2 separate regions of the Oryctolagus cuniculus genome follow, and region 1 is linked to region 2. The links are chromatin contacts, called in public Hi-C maps. All regions are on one chromosome and are shown on one strand. The core of a region is the stretch at or near the end of the contact, and the rest is flanking DNA. Distances in the headings are between cores, read along the strand shown. Region 1 holds the start of NDUFC1 (NADH:ubiquinone oxidoreductase subunit C1). Region 2 has its middle 24 kb from the start of MGST2.

Region 1 (2,700 bases), core at 180-2,679, 310 kb before region 2:
TGAAGGGAGAAGGCAATTAAGATACAGGTAGAAAACCTGTATCTTTTCTAAAAAAGATCTATTTATTTTATTTGACAGGCAGCTAGAAAGAGAGGGAGAGATCTTCCATCTCTGGTTCACTCCCCAAATGCCAGCAACAACTGTGGCTGGGCCAGGCTGAAGCCAGGAACTCCATTAGGGTCTCCCATGTGGGTGCAGGGACCCAAGCACCTGAACTTTCATCCACTGCCTCACAGGGGCCCTACCACAATGCTAGATGTGTCGCACGGAGTCACTGGGACTCCAGCCAGCACTTTCCTGTAGGGTTGGGTATCTCAAGCAGTGGCTTAACCACCTGTGCCACAATGCCTGCTCTGAAAAGCCAAGTTCTGGTCTCAGATTTTTCCACTGGGAACCATCTTATTCAACTCATACCTTCCAGGGAGGGTCAAAGAGTAACTTGGAAATTGTAAAAATACCTATCAATATACTCAAAAGAGCAAACCCACTGCACATATTGTTTAGTGATATATGATGCAAAAGAATGCTACAGATCAAATTCAGCATCTGTAGAGAGTTCATAAAAAACCAAGTGTAAAGTGACTCATATGACTGGGAACTTTTTAAATAATTAACGGAGTGCCACCTTGAAAGAGTTGTACTTGTTGGCTAGGGAACGGAATGACATATGTGAAAGGGGCCCTGCTCAGTCTCTAGCGCCGTTTTGCCCCCTCTGGAGTAGTTACTCAACATCCTTGTCTGGTAGCTAAGATTTGAGGATTTCTGGTGACCGGGAGATCACCATGTCACAGTATTAGGCTAGGCTTGCGCTTCAAGGGAGCTACAGGGGAGCCAGTGACCCTGAACTCTCCCCTACACCAGGGTGACTCTTAGTACAAGTCTGATAAGCCCGCATGGTATGGTCAAAACAACGCAATGAACGCAAACAACTCAACCTTCAGATGTTTCTTTGGTAGTGCCAACAAAGCACTTCGGATCTGGATACCAACCTTTCCAGGTTCCTCTTAAGCAATATTCACTAAATCACCGATACCCCGGGCAGCCAAGCCCATTTCATTGGCCAACCTTTCACACTCCTTCCCCTTCAGATCTGTTTACAAGTTCCCAGGGAGGGGAAGACGTTTTCCTTTATCCTCTCTCGCCTCTGCTCCTTAATTAGGCACTTCCGTCCATGATCAACTCGAACATCTACACCTGCCTCTGGCACGTTAGGCTCAAACTGTGATCACACAGTCTGACCGAGTCCACACAATGAATGAAAGCCAATCTAGCAGCAAAGAGCAGAATAGCTATCTCGAGGAGGAGGCGGTCGGAAACGGAGTCGGCTGCTCCCCGGGTCGCTCCCAGGGCGCCTCCGAAGCACCTCGCGCTCTAAGCATGGGCGGGGCCAGTTCGGACCCTCAGGGCCGCCGCCGGCCGGCCGGCCTCCAGGTTTCCCGGCACGCTCCAGGACAGAGGAGGTGGGGAAAGAAGGTCATCGCGCCTGCGTGCTAGGAGGTGTGACCCGGGTGGGAAAGCCCTCCGCGTCCGCCATTTTGGCTGCCTCTGTCGGTCTGTTCAGTTACCACGTGAACCGCCGACGGAGACCCGTTGCGGGGGGAGGCGGCGGCAGCGCTAAGTGGGAAAGGAGAAAAGACAACGAGGAGAAAGGGGTGTCCGGGTAGGGCGACGCGGCAACACCCAAGGTCTGGTGGTGGCCACGGATCGGGGTATTCAAGGCTGAAGCGGCCAGGGAACGGCAGCGGCGGCGGTCGGACAAACAGACTGACCCAGCCGGGTGGTGGCGGGAGCAGCGGGAGGAGCCGGAACGATGCCGGCCGTGAGCCTCCCGCCCAAGGAGAACGCGCTGTTCAAGAGAATCTTGGTAAGTGCGAGTCTCGGGGCAAGCACTGGCTTGGATTTAGCCGGTAACCGGGCCTGTCACTCCTAACCTCGGCCCGGCTGGCACCGAGCCACCTCCGCCTGAGACCCCGCCTTCGGAGTTGGGCCGAATGCACTTCTTTGCCCCCTCTGTGGGGTTCCCACTTCGGCCCGCGAGCCTGGGGCCACAGGCTTCCCGCTCCGACCCCCACGTTGCGGAGGCCCTGGTTCCGGACTAGGCCTCAACTTCCCGGCTTCTAGACTGTCGGTTTTCAGCCTCCCCGAGCAAAGGGAAGAGAGGCCCGGCCTTCAGCAGGGCAGCGGGCAGCACGGGCAGGAGTCGCGGCCCGGGTGGTGCGGGAATCCTGCTGGCAGGCTGGGGTGGCACCCTTGGAAGGAACAGGTGGCGCGGATGCAGCGCGGCTCATTCATTGCCTGAGCGCGGTTATCCCTCCATCGTCCGTCCGTCCGTCCGTCCGTCTCTCCCTCCCTCGTCCTCTCCATTCACCTGTCCCCGCCCGGTCCGCGGTCGCTGAATGATCTGGGAGGAGGGAGGGAGGGAGGTGATGCGAAGGCAAGGGAGCCTTCCAAACGACTAGCTCTTTGGGGTTAGTTGCATATTTGAGCGTGCAGCTCCCCGGCCTCTCGTGTTCCCTCTTTTCTGGAGTAGGGAAGGGGCATTTATTTCTTGGTTTCCGAGCGGGAAACAGCCCCACCCCATCACCCTCCTTGGGAGGTGGGTCCCGTTTCGAGGGGGCGGTCCAGTAGGAAGTGGAAAGTTGAGAGTCTTAACTTGAGGCTTTCTAGACACCGACTTTTCTTATTCTCCAAAGTATATTA
Region 2 (2,700 bases), core at 69-2,568:
ATGGGATGCAGGTGGCAGCCCCATGTGGCTTTGCTGTGCCACAACCCAGCTCCTATAGCCCCCCAAAGACCCTCATCTAGCAGAGCGGTAGTCCTTGAGACGCTGATGTCTGCTACCCTCTCATCTGTCCACAGATTCATGTTCTTTTTCCTTCACCCCGAAGCCTTGTTGTTATTTTCGTTTGACACCCAGGCCAGATGGGGACGGAGCTCTCGGGACCAAGAAAAAGGAGCTCAGGGGGCCGGCGCCGCGGCTCACTAGGCTAATCCTCCGCCTTGCGGCGCCAGCACACCGGGTTCTAGTCCCGGTCGGGGCGCCGGATTCTGTCCTGGTTGCTCCTCTTCCAGGCCAGCTCTCTGCTGTGGCCAGGGAGTGCAGTGGAGGATGGCCCAAGTACTTGGGCCCTGCACCCCAATGGGAGACCAGGAAAAGCACCTGGCTCCTGCCATCGGATCAGCGCGGTGCGCCGGCTGCAGCACGCCAGCCGTGGTGGCCATTAGAGGGTGAACCAACGGCAAAGGAAGACCTTTCTCTCTGTCTCTCTCTCTCACTGTCCACTCTGCCTGTAAAAAAAAAAAAAAAAAAAAAAAGGCAGCTCAGGAAGAATCCTGCCTGAGGGGTAGCTAAGCTTAAGGGACTTTAAGGCCGTCTTGGTGAGGGGAGGCAGAGGGTGACCCTGGGCACCGTTGCCCCCTCCCATGAGATTCTCCTGCTTCTCTTTGTGATCTCAGCCCAGTGCTCGGCGAGTCCTACAGCAGCGTATTGGCGGGGCAAAAGACACCTTGTCCTGGAACAGGATTTCTTCGGGGTCCTGGAGGAGAGGGTGTGGGTGTGGGGTACAGCAGCGTGGACAGGGAGGCGGAGGGTGGGGTCCTGCCGGTGCGGGGCCCCCCACTCAGGGGCCGCTGGTTTCCATCCCTTCCTGGGAAAGCAGACGGACTTGTGGGGGAGGGGAAGGGCCGCCTGGGCTTGGCTCCTGTAGGATTAGCTCAGAGTTTTCTGAGAAGCTGGGAACAGCGGCAGCTGCGGGGAGATAACAAGCCCAGGCTGCCTGAGCCAGCTTCAGCCAGATCTTCTCTGGCACACTCAGGACTGCCACCCACATCCCCAGCCCTGCTCTTGCGGGATTTGGCCAAGATGAATTGTCCGGGAAGGACAGGGCACTGGGCTTTACTTGAAGGCTCCACCCCTGCACCTGCAGAGCTGCCCTTGGATTTGAACAGGAGGAGTCCTGTTGGGACGGCTGCTGTCTCCCCACCCCTGCGGTACTGTGACACACGCAGCACAGATGCGGTGAGCGGCTCTTCCAAGGGACAGCCAGGCATCTGCCAAGTGACCTTTTGGATAACCTGACCCCTCCTTTCCTGGAGTGGGAGGAGGCTTTTTTCTCAGAATGGTAAGGAGACAGCTGTTCTAGGAACCCCAGCCAAGAGGCCTAGCCTGGGGCCTTGGCTGCCCTGCTGTGGGGCTGTGCTGCCCCTAGTGGCTGGATCCTGTCACTGCGTACTCCTGCTGCACCTCTGCTGGGTTCACCTGCCTCCTGCCCAGAACAACAGGTGCCATCTGGATGCCAAAGTCTGCGGCAGCCCATCAGGTGTACAAGATGTTGAGATTTGATCATTTAAAAAGTGATGAAAAGGCCCATTGTCATTTTGTCTTGTATCATTTGTGTGTTTCCCCAGCTTCTGGGCTTCTCCGTTCTCAAGAGAGGCCTGAGTACTCCCAAAATGTGTCACGTGTAAGTAAAAGAATGCATGAAATGCCTCAAAGCTTCTTTTTTTTCCTTGGTTAAAAGAACCCATAAAAATGTGTCTAAGTTGGAGACAAAATAGCAGTGCTTGGTGCTGGATCTGTGTTGTAGTCCCTAAAGCCACAGCCTGCAGTTCCAGCATCCCATATGAATGCTGGTTCAAGTCCTGGCTGCTCCACTTCTGATCCAGCTCTCTGCTATGGCCTGGGAAAGCAGCAGAGGATGGCCCAAGCGCTTGGGTCCCTGCACCCACGTGGGAGACCTAGAAGAAGCTCCTGGCTCCTGGCTTCAGATTGACTCAGCTCCAGCCATTTGAGGAGTGAACCATCAGATGGAAGACCTCTCTCTCTCTCTCTCTCTCTGCCTCTCTGCCTTTCAAAAAAAATTATCTTTTCATAAGGTTAGCAATTGCAGTAACATTGATGGACACTAATTTAATCACAGACCAAATTAACCAGAGAAGAACATCACTGAACACATGGCTGTGTGTGTGTGTGTGTGTGTGTGTGTGTGTAACTGATATGGGATAAGGCAGGTAGATAGCTGGGTACATAGAAAGTACCTGGAAAGTACCTAGAAGGCCAGCAGGTAACACTGCCCGCCTACTTGTCAGTCCATCCGCTCCCTTCCTGGGATGTATCTTCTTCACTTGGGACTTGGTGGGGGGGGGGGGGAGGGCACCATGCAAACAGCCGCTCCCCTTGCACCTTCCTAGAGGAGGCCCACAGCTGGAGACCAGGACAGAAGGGGGTGCTGAGGCACTCTCGCTCCACTTCCCCTCCCCCGCCTTCCCCCCCAGGCCTACCCCCTACTTTCTCACCTTCTGAATAAAATGTACTTTTATGCATGCTAGCGTGAAAAAGTCCTCCCTTTATGCATGGCAAGGACCTGGGATAAAAATTAAACTCCACTTTCCCCACTTCAGAGTTCCTAACCTGGCAACTAACAGG

Evidence for each region. A called contact is a pair of places that touch in the nucleus more often than the background predicts.
Region 1: a Hi-C map of psoas muscle shows a contact between it and region 2, with 6 times the contacts expected there. The contact joins the promoter of NDUFC1 here to the enhancer-like site in region 2. A contact is called at or near these places in 2 of 6 Hi-C or Micro-C datasets (ear pinna and psoas muscle).

The regions. Positions count from the first base shown.
Region 1 is chr8:25,438,621-25,441,320 of mOryCun1.1, reverse strand. NDUFC1 (NADH:ubiquinone oxidoreductase subunit C1) reads right to left here and starts at 1,429. Exons shown (of 6, transcript XM_070047579.1): 1 at 990-1,429. It overlaps NAA15 (N-alpha-acetyltransferase 15, NatA auxiliary subunit), which reads left to right and starts at 1,488. Exons shown (of 20, transcript XM_008267430.4): 1 at 1,488-1,864. The coding sequence starts at 1,811.
Region 2 is chr8:25,131,274-25,133,973 of mOryCun1.1, reverse strand. No RefSeq gene overlaps it. Among named protein-coding and RNA genes, the nearest start is that of MGST2, 24 kb to the right of the region's middle. Within about 2 kb of position 1,318, at least 2 of the 8 cell types and tissues checked have an H3K27ac peak or open chromatin away from gene starts, as enhancers often do. A contact at or near this core is called in ear pinna, where this site is marked.